Linked DNA regions of Mus musculus: region 2 is linked to region 1. The links are chromatin contacts, called in public Micro-C maps. All regions are on one chromosome and are shown on one strand. The core of a region is the stretch at or near the end of the contact, and the rest is flanking DNA. Distances in the headings are between cores, read along the strand shown. Region 1 overlaps Lpin1 (lipin 1). Region 2 overlaps Greb1 (gene regulated by estrogen in breast cancer protein).

Region 1 (7,006 bases), core at 225-2,724:
AAGGCGTGCACCACCACGCCTGGTGAGCATGCATTCTTAAGCAATGAGCCCTGATTAGGCTTGCTTAGAATTCCTCAGATGGTCTGTCCTAGGTGCTGCTTGACTCTGTGAGTGGCCTTGAAAATCCGGACAAGGAGCTGGAGACTGAGAGACCATGTTTTCTGTGGTGGGGCAATTGACAGACAAGTCTCTGAGCTAATTTTAGAGCACCACTTTAGAATAGCCACTTACTATAAATATTTAAACAGCCTATTAGGCTTTCTGTATAATGGGTTCCCACAATCTCCACGGCATTTCTAGAGCAGAATTTAGAAGAACGGCTTAGGACCAGTCTTGGGGCATGGGCTTGTGTTTTTATCAGGGCCTCCCCCACATCCCCTCGGTATTGTTAATTTTGTGGACATTTCCTCATCTACTTTTGAAACTTTATAATCAAAGTAAGCACTGATTAATTTCTGTCTGGGGATCATAACTGTTACAATTTTATTTGACTTAAAATTTAAAAATTGATTTTACATTTAATTATAAGTACTGACTCCCCCTCTTCAAAGCACATATGTGCGCATTCATGTAGGTGGCTGTGTGCTTGTGTAAGTGACGTCTACAAGTGGACACTGGGTTCCCTAGAGTGGGAGTTAGAGGCAGCTGTGAGCAGCCTGTATGGGTACCGGGAATTCCAGTCCTCTGTAAGAACTGTTAACTCTCCTTAGTGTTCCACCTTCCCAGCTACCTCTCCAGTTCCCGTGTGGTGTGTATGGTGTAGGGTTCTATTGTAGAAGCTCTTTTTGTGTGTGTGTCTTGTCTGTATGGTGTAGGGTTCTATCGTAGAAGCTCTCACAATATGATTTACCAGGAGCCTCCTCCCCAGTCAGGCTAGACCATGAGGGTTGCCCTATGGTAGTGTGCTTTCATTGGGAAGATCAGTGGTCAGCGGGTGCCAAGGGAAGGGGGAAGCCCTTTGTGCCTCACTGTAAAACGAGGGTCAAAGAGCCTGAGGTCTGGCTTTATGGAAGCACCATACAAGGCCAGGCTAGCTATGTAGAAAATCTCTCAAATAGATACAAGTTCACTTGGCCACGGAGTTGTGTGCACTACGGGGCTCTTCTTTAACCAACAGGAAGTGCCATCTTGAGTTGGCAATGGGACTCAGATAAGTGAGATTTGGCACAGCCAGGGGAACGGATAGGGGCTGTAGAGAAGCCATTTCCTGCTTTGTGTGAAAGGGCTGCTATGTTCCTCTTGAGGGAAGTGGTGTGGGAGAATAAAAAGAAAGAGAACTATGACATTTCTTCCGGCCTTGTAGCTTGGTGTCTGTGAGAATCGTGGGTCTGCATTGATACTTTTGGCCCGTTAATTTGGCCGAACAGACATGAGACTTGGTTCAAATGTTAGAAGTAAAAATGTGTGCCGTGGAATGGAGGCGCGTCACTGTCACTTAGGAGCAGCACAGTGAGGTGACACAGAAAGCCTTTGTTTGATAGGTTCCTGGAGACAGCTGCCTGGTGATCCAGTGTAGTGAAGTTGGCACACAGGGTGTTTTCCTTGTTCTCAAAGCCAGTGTCTAAACCTGGGATACAGTGTCAGCTGGTCAGGACCCCTTTGCACCTGCTGGAGAGCTGGTGCTTGCTAGGAAAGTGAGAGCACGGGTGAGAAGCCTGTGTGTGACAAAGGACAGCAGTTTGTACCCAAGAACCCTTCCCCACTTTTGCTCTCTTTGCCCCTCTGATTGTTTCGCCTCTTCATCTCTGTCCTCCCCTGTCCTCCTCCTCTTCTCCGTCCTCCTCCTTCTCTCCTCCTCCTTTCTTTAGTTTATTGAGAATTTCCATTTCTGATTCTATCCCCCTCACCTCTCAAGTTATAGCTCCTTTTACTGTCCTTCAGTTTGGCTACAAGGCTGGCCACCTTGTTACCTTGTTAGAGGTGGTAAACAGTGACCTCTAGTGGCCAAAGGAAGGCTTGTCAGAGGGAACGGCCCCAGGGACGTATCTTCTGGGTTACTAGAACCTTTGACTCTGAGACAAAACCAAAGGTTTTTTATTTTTTACTTTGTTGTTTTGCTGCTGTTGTTGTTGTTTTCTGATTTTCCCCCCATTCAAATCATGGTTTTGTGTTTCCTTAAGTCCTTCAGGCTCCCGGCCCTCAACACCAAAAAGTGACTCTGAGCTGGTCAGTAAGTCTGCAGACAGGTTGACGCCAAAGAATAACCTGGAAATGCTCTGGCTGTGGGGTGAATTGCCACAGGCTGCAAAGGTAAGCCTTTGAATCTCAGTGTTACGGTGCATCGAGGGTGTGTAAGTTAGCTCCATCTGTGTGGAATTACCATCCCAGCTTTGTAAAGGGATGGACTCCCGGGGTGCTGACTCAGCAAGTGTGCCTCTGGGCAGGGTGTGGCTGTGTATTTTGAACAAAAGAACCTACACTGTATATCGCAAATATAATATAAAATATATATTAAATATAAAAATGCAAAGTCAGTAAAGAAGATAACGCAGCTTGTGTACAGACCCTAGCTTCTTTGCAGCCTTACTTCCCCAAGGCCCATGGTGGTTAGAGAGGTATCATGTCGTAGGAATGGAGCGGTGCAATCTGAGCCCCTTGGAAGAAATGCTGTTATCTAGGAAGGCTAGGCTCTCCTGTAGAGAGAAGCCACTGGGGCTGAGATGGGGGTGTGTGCGGTGTAAGGACGAGAAGAAGCCAGTGGACCGCAGTGTGCGAAGCTTGCAGCTCATCAGTGGGGAATAGTTCTAACATCTAGTTGGTGAGGTCTTGATCCTAAACCTTTGTACACCCCGGAGGAGATGGAGAAAACCTCCGTGTGGTAGAGGCCAGGAGGGTCTGGGAGGCGCATTGCCTTGGGTGTGAGTTCCCCACTGCACTTGACAGCAAGGTGATCTTGGACATGGGGAAGCCTGCATATCCTTATCAGTAAAATATATGAATAGACAGATAAGCTGAAAGAGATGGTGTGTGAAGTCACTTCCTCAAGTCTTCTCTAAAAAATATTTTGTAATGATGTACATGGTGTGCATTTGCATATAAATGCAAGCGCCCAAGGGGACCAGGAGCATTGATTCCCTGGAGCTGGAGTCCCAGGTAGTGTGCTATGATTAGGTAGCTTGGGCTACCAGATGTGGGTACTGGGAACCCAACTTACGAACCATCTCTCCAGCTCAGTATTCCCTTTCTTCCTTCTTGGGTGTGCCTCGGTTTCTCATCTTCTCACCCTGTAAAGTTCACATATACAGTTGGTAATATATATATATATACATATACATATACATATACATATACATATACATACACATATACATATACATATACATATACATACATACACACACACATATATATATACACACACATATACATACATATATATTTACATATACATTTATATATATATATAAATAAATCAGGCACACTTCCAAGAACACAGGATGACAGGATTTTGTTTCAAGACACTGTGCCTCATATTTCAGCGCATTACAGACATCTTAAATGATTTCATTTCCACCTTTAAGAATAAATCATAAAGGCTGGATATGGTGGTGCATTCTTGTAATCCCTACACTTGAGGGGGAGTCAGAGATAGGCCTGGTCTTGCAAGTTCTACATAGCAAGACCCTGTCTATGATATATCTAATACGTATGTATACACACACACACACACACACACACACACACACACACACACACACACACACACACACGTTTACATATACATTAAATCTATATCACAAGGTTCTTAGAGGATATTATGGTCCCTTGAAGTTCCGTTCAGTGCATGTAATGAGTGCATGAGTGAATGCAGAGAGTGGGTCTCTTGTGGCTGGTTATGGGTGGCTTCTTTCCCCTTCCAGGCTGTATTGCGCTTCTGTGGAGAGTTCTAATCTCTGTCTGTGAGCCTCAGGACTGGTCCAGCCAGCCATCCTAACACATCCCCCTCAGCAGTTGCTGGAGAGCTAGTGTGACAGTGCAGACCTGGCTGCTTCTGGCCAAGCAGCTCTAACTGCAGATCTACCTACCGTGGCCTGGTTCTGTCTGTGAGGGGCCCAGGGATATCAGCTAGGGAGGGCCTGCCTGTGCGCATCAGTTTTCGTTTGTCTTCCTTTTTTTGTAACTGCAGATGTCTGCATGGTAAATTCCCTCTGGTGCAAACTGATCACCACCATGTCTTCTCCAGTCCCATTTTTGGGGAGAAAGTTTAGTGAAATCTGATAGGTGTGTCTAGAGAGATGCAGGTTTTAAGTAAGCAGCTCTGTATTTGCACAGTGGGTGCATATCGATGCATCCTGATCCCAGGTCCCAGAGAGACTGCGCGTGGCCAGCAGCAGGGAGAGCCTTACCCGTTCTAGCTGCTGTCCATGCTGAGTGCCCACCCTCCTGCTCTGTGGTAACAGAGATTGCTCTTGCAGGATCCCTTCCCCACACTGTCCTGCATAGATGGGATGCATTTATTCTCATTTCTGAAGGATGTCCTACCGTGAGACCCACTTCCCGTGTGGGCGGGGGCTCCTGCTCTGCAGCAGGGATGGCCCCGTGAAGGTGCACACGAGGTAGATGGATCAGAGTTGTCATAGCCAGCAACAGTGTCCCTCCTCCTTGTCTTCGATTCAGTTTTGGACCCAAGTGTCCACAGCTCCCACCGTGCCATGCCACCCCTCCCAAAGACACTTGTGTGCTCTCTGGCTGCTCAGCCTTGGCAATGCAGGTGAAAACCTGGGACCCATGTGTTTGGGGCAGCATTTGCCACGAGAAAGAGAAGCTACCAGGGCCACGATGTTCTCTCTGCAAGCTTCGGAGATCCTGCTCTTGGGTTCTCTAGGCGGGTGCCACGGACTGTTAACTGACCTCCTGTTGTTTAACTTCCTAGCTTTTCTCTTTGCCTGGGCTTTCAGCATTCCTCAAAGCCCCCTTCCCTCTTTTGTCTCTCCTTCCTTAGTCCTCTTCTCCACACAAGATGAAAGAGTCCAGCCCCTTAGGGAGCCGGAAGACTCCTGATAAAATGAATTTTCAGGCCATTCACAGCGAGTCTTCAGATACTTTTAGTGACCAGTCGCCAACAATGGCCCGGGGACTGCTCATCCACCAGAGTAAGGCCCAGACGGAAATGCAGTTTGTGAACGAGGAGGATCTCGAGTCCTTGGGGGCGGCAGCCCCACCTTCACCCGTGGCCGAAGAGCTCAAGGCCCCATATCCCAACACCGCACAGTCGTCGAGCAAGACAGATTCCCCTTCCAGGAAGAAAGGTATGAAGCCGAGCATGGGGCTCCCCACGTACTTCCAGGCTGCACACCAGAGACACTCCAGCCTCATGCAAAGTTTCAAATATATCACAGAAGACCCAGGCCCACGGCATCTGTTGTGTTTAATCTTCAACCTGTGCTTTCTCGACTCGTGAGGAGATTGAGTGCCCCTTGTCCTAGTGTGAGGCCAGACATGCTTAGCAGTGTTAGAGATCCGTGGTTCCCAACCGTGACAGGGACAGTGATGTCTGACCAGCTTACACCGGTGCCAAGTAGTGATGACACAGCCTCACCCCAGTTAGCCAGGTAGCACTGTGCAGCACTGTGGGTTGGTATGGGCCAGCCACACAGTTCCCAGCATGAAGTGGAGAGGAAGTCTGTGAACACAGTGCCCCAGGACCCATCATGCAGCCATAGGGATGCTGTGTCTTAGAGTGTCAGCAGGGAAGTGTTCAGGCAAGGTTTTGTTGTCTGCAGCTATCAATTAAGGTAATCATAGCGACAGCTTTACTGTTGAGGGACTAAAACCCGTCAGGCCCTCTGTGGATGAGTGCTGTGATGTCACTCCCTCTGGGACGTGCAGAAGGGAGTTCTGCAGTGCACTTGTTGGCATCTCGGTGTGTGGCTCATGCGGGGAGGGGCACGGGGAAAGGGAGGGGACGGGGAGGCAGCCATGGTACTGCACTTTGGGCTCGGACGCTGTTCTTGGAGATGGAGCTCCTGAGTTGGTTTCTGGGCTAACACATTTCTGATCCATTCCATGTACTCTTTCAGATAAACGGAGCCGACACCTTGGAGCTGATGGTGTTTATCTGGACGACCTCACGGACATGGACCCTGAAGTGGCAGCCCTGTATTTCCCCAAGAAGTAAAAGTTCTTTTCATTGCTCAGACTACTTTATTTTTAGACTGGATTCAAGTCTAGGGTATCCTTGAATCGTGGTGGTCCTGCTGCCTCAACTTCTTGAGGGCTTGCATTGCAGGGTTGAGCTATCATATCACTATCTGTCATAATGGATGATACCATTTTTTGTAGTCTGAGAAGGGCCAGTTTAAGACACTCTCTCTCTCTCTCTCTCTCTCTCTCTCTCTCTCTCTCTCTCTCTGTGTGTGTGTGTGTGTGTGTGTGTGTGTAGGGACATGTGGCTGCCCTGTACCCTCTCTACAGGAATGTGAGTTCAAGGCTATTCCATGAAGGAGCCTGAGTCTGGGTTGCAGTGAGCAGTGGCCCACCATCTAAGTGAGTGAGTGAGAGAGAGAGAGACAGAGAGAGACAGAGAGAGACAGAGAGAGACAGAGAGAGGGTCCCTTTGGATATAAGGAGAGCCAGTGCTCTGGTGGGTAACAGTGGCCTCTCACACACACACTTTCACTGAGGTTTGGAGTATCACAGGAGAATGTGACAGGCCCTCCTGAGCCAGCCTTTACTTTGACGTCTATTCCGATGTGTTGATGGCAAAGCTGCCCTGAGGTGGTAGGTAGCAATTGCTCCTTTTTGGTGCAGCTGTCTGGAGGGTCATTTGGTATAATAGTCAGAGTGAGGAAGGCGGGATGCTCAGGACAGCTTCTCTCTCCTTTCAGTGGGGATCCTGGTGGGCTCCCCAAACAAGCCAGTGACAACGGAGCCAGGTCAGCCAACCAGTCACCACAGTCTGTGGGAGGCTCGGGCATCGACAGTGGTGTGGAGAGCACCTCCGACAGCCTGAGGGACCTGCCATCCATCGCCATCTCCCTCTGCGGTGGCCTCAGTGACCACAGAG
Region 2 (7,258 bases), core at 4,171-6,670, 150 kb before region 1:
GTTCTTGTTCCCAGGGGACATTTATCACTGCCTGGAGATGCTCCTGATCATAAAGACTAGAGGCGGCTGCAGGCACTTCCAATACTGCTAAGCACCCCACAGTGTGTAAGACAGTCCCCAGCAAGAGGCTCCTGTTCTCAAGGTGTCACAGGGAGGAGGCTGAGAATGTTGAGTTTGAACAATGCCAGCCATCACCCTCTGCATCCCTGAACCCTGTGACCAAAGAGATAGCTCTGTAGTGCTGATCCCCAGGGGTGAGTTCGGCTTCACCAGGAAAGGCCGCAACGTGGCCCCTCAGCCTCCCTTGTATCTCTATCCACTGTGTTAAATGAGGAAGGGCACTGGCTGTCCTCGTCCTGCCCTGGGTGGTAGAGCATGCCCAAGAAGGAACTTCCCAGATGTAGTCGGGAGAGCTGTCCTTTCCCTCCTACTTTTCCGAATCTCTTGGAATCTTCCACACTAGTTCTTTGAGTGGAAGGAAGAGGTCCCGGGTGTGAGTGGCTGAGTGCTGTTCCTCTTTTCCTCTCCTCCTCTTCCCCTCTCGTTTTCTCTTCATCCTTTGCTTTATTCTGTGGCTGCTTAGTAAGTTCCCACTATGTATCAGGCAGTTCCCAGGCCCCGTGGGTGAAGCTGCTCTTCCCAATGGGCCCAGTTCTCTATCTTGCTCACAGTTCAGCACTGTTGCTGAGGGTTGGGGGAGGGGCAGTGTTCATGAAAGAGGATGTGTAGGGGTGGAGGGAGGTACTGACTAGTTTGTGCCCCGAGGCATTACTCTGTAGCTCCTTGGATGTTAAGCACAGAGCTGAGATAGCTCAGTTTCTTAAGTTGTATTTCTTGCTCCTCCCACTGGGCACTTTATTCTCTCTGTGGTTAGAGTCTTGGCCATCAGGCAGGGAACAGGTTATGGAACATGGCACCTCTGCCCTGCAACACACAGAAGCAGAGACTAGCGTGGCGCCGGCATCCTTTATAAATACTCTTGTGCCCCTCTCTCCTATAGACAGTTCTGCTCCAGGAAGTCATTCTGCAGCCATTGGAGAAGAGCCAATTAGATTTCACACGTGCTTCTTGTTTCCCTTAGAGTTCAGAGGTCGGCAGAACTCCACCAACACCTGCTCCAGTTCTCTCTTCCCACCGCTGGAGAGCTCGGGGTCCCTGGCTGCCTTCCCCACTGAGCCTGTTCCTGGGACAAACCCCAGTGTCCCAGTGGGAGCTCAACAGGCAGGTGAGACCTCAGAGTGGTGTCCCAGGTGCTAAAGCCACACACCTGGCGTCGGCATTCTTCAAAATAAATAAAGACAACGCTGTGTGTTGTCTCATTCTATGTCATTTTGAGTTTAAATTTCACTTTGCATGTTGTTGTTCTGTGTCATTTTGAATCTGTAAGTTTTAGCAACAAGTACATGTTGGCTTTCATTGGGAAGGCTTGCCTGCTCTCCTGTTTGATAAGGGATGTGATTCCCCCAGTGGTGGGATTCCGTATCAGAGTCCATCTGCATACTTAGTTCACTGGATGACAAGCACCAAGCCAGCATTTCAGGTGGATTTCTAGCCGGGTCTGAGGTTAGATCTGGTCATTTATTCCATGATGGGTATGCCTATTCTGTATGTGCACCTAAGACTCACCATGCCCTGTGAACAGTGGCATGTTTGGAAAATGGAGGCTCATGGAGGCTGAGGCTTGCCCAGGATCTCACAGGGATGGAGGGGGTCGGAGGGGAGGCACGCTTGCACATCAGGTGTTTCTGTTTCACACATGTGGTCCTGACCGTCACACAGAAGATGTCCGTAAGTAAGCATGGTTGCTGTTGCCTAGAAATGTCAGCCTTTCTGAGGACTCAAAGGTCACTGGTGGTTTTCATTTCTCTTGCCCAGAAAGTCGGTGCAGTATATTGCCCAGGGAGTGGAGCCAGGGTCCTGGGCTCTGCTCTAGGACCCATCTGTCACTGGCTGGAACATGCTGTCCTTCCGAGGCTCTAAGCTCCCTTCCACAGCTGGCCTCTGGCCTCTTCCTCCAGGCCCTTCACTCCCTTTTTCACTGTGGACTGGGGAGCCTACTGTTTTTGTGTCTAAGTAACTGACGGAGAGGCCAGCGCCACCATCCATGCTGGTTGTGCAATTCACTTAACTCTGGGAACTTAACTCTTTCCCCTGAGTAAACCTGGAGATCCTTTCCCATCTAGCTCACAGGGTGAGCTAAATGAGATTATAGCGTCAGCATCCCCCAGTGGTAGGTACCTGTTCCATGCCAGCTCTGTTCCATGCCCTGGATGTTTATCCACCTGGGTCCTTCATACAATGGCTCTGCCAGTTGCTTCCTTGAACCCCATTCTATGGAGGGAACACAGAAATTTGGAGAGGTTCAGTTAGTGTCTCAGGTCACACAGCTCATAAGCAGTGGGACTGTGGTTTGGACACAACGTAGTCAGCCCCAGACCACATTCTAACTGTCACAGGGCTCTGCCCCCACATGTTGCTTCCACTTAAAAGCCTTCCAGACTATTCCAGCTAGTGGAGACCTCCTTATGAACAGGATCCATGGTTGTCCCCAGAATTACTCCCAAAACTTGGGGAGCCGGAACCCTCTAAGTAGCTCAGATGCAGTCAGTAACCCACCCGCCAGCCTTCCTTGATTTATTTTTTGTTTTCTTTTGTTTTTGAGACAGAGTTTCTCTGTATAATCCTGTCTATCCTGGAACTCACTCTGTAGACCAGGCTGGCCTCAAACTAAGAGACCTGCCTATCTCTGCCTTCCAAGTGCTGGAATTAAAGGTGTGTGCCACACCAACCAGCTAGGGAAGGCATCAAACCTGGCTGTATGTTGATATAAACTGAACTCCAGAAGTAGAGGAAGCTAGAAGCAAACAGAAGCATCCATCTCAGACATGAGGATGTGCGTTAGGAAGCCTGGCCACACATGCACCCAGGTCCTTCCTTTAGCCACACTAGACCCACTGGGGTGAAAGCAAAGGTTCATGACATCTGTATGCTCATGTTTGTATGCGTCTGTCTGCTCACATGTTCATATGTAAGAGGAACATGTATGTGTTTCTAAGTGTACATACATGTATTGGTGTATATTTGTTCCTTGTACATTTGTGTGTTTATTAAGTATGCTTCTGTGCACTTGAATGTGTAAATAGGAGAACAGGCATATGCTCCTATATGCATACTGTGCATGTGTGTACATGTTTGTGAAGTTTGGAAATGTGTTTGCATTCATATGTGCACGTGTATGTCCATATGGGAAAGAATGTGCACACAGGTATGCATGTGTTTCTCTATGCACACATACATGAGTATGTGGGTTTTTGAGTGTATAAGCAAATGTGCACACATGGATGCATGTATGTATCTCTCTCTCTGTGTGTGTGCATGTGTGTGTGCGTGTGCATGTGTGTGTGTGCGTGTTTAAGTGGCAGAATTACTATGTGAGGATCCCTACATTCCTGATGGGACCCACCAACACGGAGCTAGTATGTTTGTCTGTCTCTAGTGCAGCCTGTGGTCTGACCCCCTTTCCATCCTTTCTGCTTTCAGGACCAGCCTCTGATCACCCCTCAGTGACCACAGCAACAGGTCCTGCAGTCTTCAATGGCAAGGATTCCCCCAAGCACCCACAGCTGGTGAAGAGTAGCCTGTCTGCCCTGCCGCGCCCCTCAGCCTTGGGTAGTGCTGCTGACTCTGGGGGTGCCGGGGTCCTTCTTTTCTCTAGGCCTGGGCCAGAGAGGGCATGGGAGCTATGGGACTGGAGGCATGGAGCCTCCAGAGTCTAATGCTGCATTAGTGAGCATCAGGATAAGTGTCACATGTCCTTCGGTCTCTGCCTGAGCCAGTGCTGTGCGAGTCATGTGTGGGAGGCATCACGTGTGCTGAGGGGCAGTGAGGGCTCTGTGCTGATGGTAGGTGACCTCTTCTGAAGTAGGTGTCAGGAAGATTGGGAGTATTGATGTCAGAACAGGTAAGAATGAACTCAGAGCCCAGCTCTGTCTTGTAAGCCATAGGACCACGCAGTCTCTTCAGCCATCCCTCCTTGGGAGTTAGTATGCCACTGTGAGGACAGTAAGAGTCTCTCCAGATGCTGCATGGAATCACTGCACATCTGGGAGATCACTGAATGATACAGGTGATGGTTATCAGCATCAGCCCACCACGGAAGCTTGCCTGCCCAGTTAATATCTGGTGGAGGAGATAAATGAGTACCAGAGACCTGTGGGAGGAAGGGGGCAAAGAGACCTGGGGACTGCCTTCAGACTCCAGTCCAGTGCTCTCCCACCATCGCTGTTCCTAAGGACACGTCTTAGGGACAAGACTTCTCTGCTTTCAAGCCTTCTGACATCAAGTCTTCTCTGCTCCCCTTCTCTTCTTGCTTTGTCTCTCCCTCCTCCCTTGACTCTGTGAACAGGGCTGAGCTGGCGCTTAGGGTCTGAGACACTACACTGGAAGGATCCTTAGAAAATGTCCATCCTAGGAATGGGGTTGCAGCTCATGGGTAGAGTGTGGTGCCTGAGTTTTATTTTTACCACTGAGGAAGAGACTGAGGTTCAGAGAAGCACCCTGGGCTGGAATATAATTCTGTTGTGCCCAGAGGCTTCTCTGTAGATGCAATCCTCCTGCCCCTGCATGGATCCAAGACTCTTCAGTCTTGACTAGCTTCCACGTTCCTGGAGCCCTTATCATTCCCCACCCTACCCTGAAGACTCCTACCTTCCTCCAGGGGCTGTTTCTCCTCCAGGTGCTGATGCAGCAGCAGCCACATAACCAAAGACTGCCCTTGGTCATAAGGACAGGAGGTCCTCGCTGTCCATGGCTTTCCCCCTGAGCTTAGCTAGAAGACACTTAGTCCTGGTGTCATACAACTCATACCTCAGGCAACAGTGTGCCAGCTCTGCTCAGCCTGGGCCCGGAGCTTGGCTTTGGGCAGTAGCCTACAGAGGCTCCCTCAGGATTGGACTTGAACTCCCCAAGCCTACTTTGTGGAGTTGTGTGGGGAATGGAGATCTTTAAACTCCAGGCTGCTGGAGCCTTAAAAGATCTTCTGGGATCAGCCCGTTGAACCCCATTCTCCGCCTTCAGCTGTTCACTGCCTTGGTGGCTCAACATGATGTTCACACTCTATCCCGTCTCTAAGTGCTCACCCCACCTCTGTTAGATGGCCTTTAGAGCTCAACTCAGGGCCATAGTCTCCTCTCCCATTAAAGAATTCTTGAAGTCCCAGCACACGGCTCTGGTGAGCCTGACAGAGAGAGGGACTAAGTCAGAGACACTGGCTCACCCGAGTCACAGAGTTGAGTACAGGCATATTAATCAGAGCTATCATGCCTTCTGTCCTTGGGGGAAGGAGACACTCAAAAGCAGTGTGTAGGAAACTCCTTCTGAGTGACACTGGCTGCTCTCAGTGAAATGCTGCCCCCTGGTGGAGGATATGAACTAGGAGCCTTGTCTCAGACGAGGGTTGGGCTCTAAGGAAGCAGGGGACCTCCTCCTCAGAAATGCCAGATGGGGTCCCCTCTACCAGGTACGCTGGTATCTGATGTTTTGAGAGTACTTACTGGGGAAGAGTCCCAGTAGAGGCATTTCCTGTTAACCTTCTAGAGGAGGAAGAGAATCCTCAGCTGCAGCCCTGCCCTCTAGTAGTTCAGAAGCACTTCCTAGAGGAGCGGCCCGTCCTCTCTCTGAGGAGTTCTTCCTCTGTTTCTGGGACTAGTGTTGTGCGAGCTGAACACCTGGTGCAGAGGTAGGGCCCTATCTCTGATGCAAAGAAACCTGCCGGTTTGAAAGGGCTTTGTAGGGAAAGTACTTCATGCCCTTCAACCCTGTGCTACTTTGTTTCTCTCTATTTTCTTCTGCTTTGGTCTGTCTAATGATGAGGTTGCATTTGAGGTCCCTTTGGAGGGACTCTACGACAGTCAATCTCAAACTGCCTCAGGCTTCAGAAAAACCCAGGCACTAGTGACAGCATGTGCACTACTAGTGACAGCATGTGCACCCTTACCGTTAACTCAGAGGCCCTCTGTGGTAGCTCTAAGGAGAGTCTAGCAGAGACAGCTTGGATGAGCATCTTCCAGGTCTGTGTGTGCTCTCTGCTTCCACTGAAGGTGATGTTACCCTCAGCCTGGGTTCAGATCATCTGGGAGCTCCAGTTATCAGAATGACGCGCTCCCCACATGCTGAGCTACTTGAGTTCCTTGGACTAGGCTTGTGCTCAGACAGACAGGTTTTTGTTTGCTTATCTTGTTTTTAAAGGCAGAGTCTCACCATGTAGCCCTAGCTGGCCTGGAACTTACAATGTAAACCAGGCTAGCCTTGAGCTCAACAGAAATCTGCCTGTTTCTGTCTTCTGGGTGCTGGGATTAAAGGCATGCACCGCCACCCTTGGCTAGGTGGTTTTAAAAGTGTCCAGGTGAATTTAAAGTACAGCAGGGTTAAGACAAGGGGCTCTAGAGATGAGAAAATTTGTCAGGATTTTCAAGAAAATATGGTGGCCCATTCTTGGTACTTTGAATAATTTACAAATAGATTTAAGTCATGAGCATGTTGCCGTCTAGAGTGGGCAGAGACTCACATGCAACAGTGGGTCCAGCCTCTGGTCTTCCTTTGCAACATGTGACATTAGCTGTCCAGGTTGGATGGGGGGTGACAGTGGGGTTGGAGGGCAGGAAGGGGGTGTGCAGTGGATCAGCACTGCCCTCAAGTGGCAAAATTGTGTTGGTGCACTGAGTGCTGGACATTTCAGTAATAGGAGGTTGATGCTGGTGGCTGCAGTTTACTGAGCCCAAACCCTTGGCTAAGCATTTCATTTAAGCATTTTACTTGTATTCTCTCTACTTCTGATTAAACCACTTTCTCATTAGATTTTGTTATTATTATGGCCGTTTTTTAAAAATGCATCTTAGAGAGGTGCAGCCTAAATGCAACTGTGGAGTGAAACATTATAAAAATGGACAGGGTGTTTCCTTTTGCCTAGAGACTTGACTAGAGCTTAAAACCCATTGTAAGGCTGTGATTTTTTTTTAAAGGCCGTGATTTTTAAAACTACCAAGGGCTAAGGATAGTGTTAAGGTTAAGCCCAGTGTTAGAACATCTGCCTAGCACGTGCAAGGTCCTGGAGTTGAGCCCTACCTTTGTAAACAAAACAAAACAGACGGACACTCCAAATCAGGAAAGGTTTTTATTGATGCCAGTTTCCAATGGTGGCCTAACCCATGCTCTTAACTATTGTCTAGGTATCTTGCCAAACTCTGGGCCTCCCAAAAAA

What was found. A called contact is a pair of places that touch in the nucleus more often than the background predicts.
Region 2: a Micro-C map of stem cell-derived neurons shows a contact between it and region 1, with 9 times the contacts expected there. The contact joins two enhancer-like sites. A contact is called at or near these places in 1 of 15 datasets of contacts at CTCF or cohesin (the G1E-ER4 cell line), 74 of 484 Hi-C or Micro-C datasets (3T3-L1-derived adipocytes, the 63-12 cell line, the AtT-20 cell line and 49 more), 6 of 115 datasets of contacts at active chromatin or transcription factors (astrocytes, bone marrow-derived dendritic cells, embryonic stem cells and 2 more) and 3 of 9 other capture datasets (embryonic stem cells, liver and pancreatic islet).

Annotation. Positions count from the first base shown.
Region 1 is chr12:16,563,634-16,570,639 of GRCm38.p6, reverse strand. It overlaps Lpin1 (lipin 1), which reads left to right. Exons shown (of 21, transcript NM_015763.4): 7 at 2,121-2,250; 8 at 4,943-5,249; 9 at 6,021-6,114; 10 at 6,828-7,006. Among named protein-coding and RNA genes, the nearest start is that of Lpin1, 23 kb to the left of the region's middle. Within about 2 kb of position 1,474, at least 73 of the 459 cell types and tissues checked have an H3K27ac peak or open chromatin away from gene starts, as enhancers often do. A contact at or near this core is called in stem cell-derived neural stem cells and stem cell-derived neurons, where this site is marked.
Region 2 is chr12:16,717,258-16,724,515 of GRCm38.p6, reverse strand. Greb1 (gene regulated by estrogen in breast cancer protein) reads left to right here. Exons shown (of 35, transcript NM_015764.4): 8 at 1,082-1,225; 9 at 3,541-3,669; 10 at 7,227-7,258. Among named protein-coding and RNA genes, the nearest start is that of Ntsr2, 67 kb to the right of the region's middle. Within about 2 kb of position 5,420, at least 16 of the 459 cell types and tissues checked have an H3K27ac peak or open chromatin away from gene starts, as enhancers often do. A contact at or near this core is called in stem cell-derived neural stem cells and stem cell-derived neurons, where this site is marked.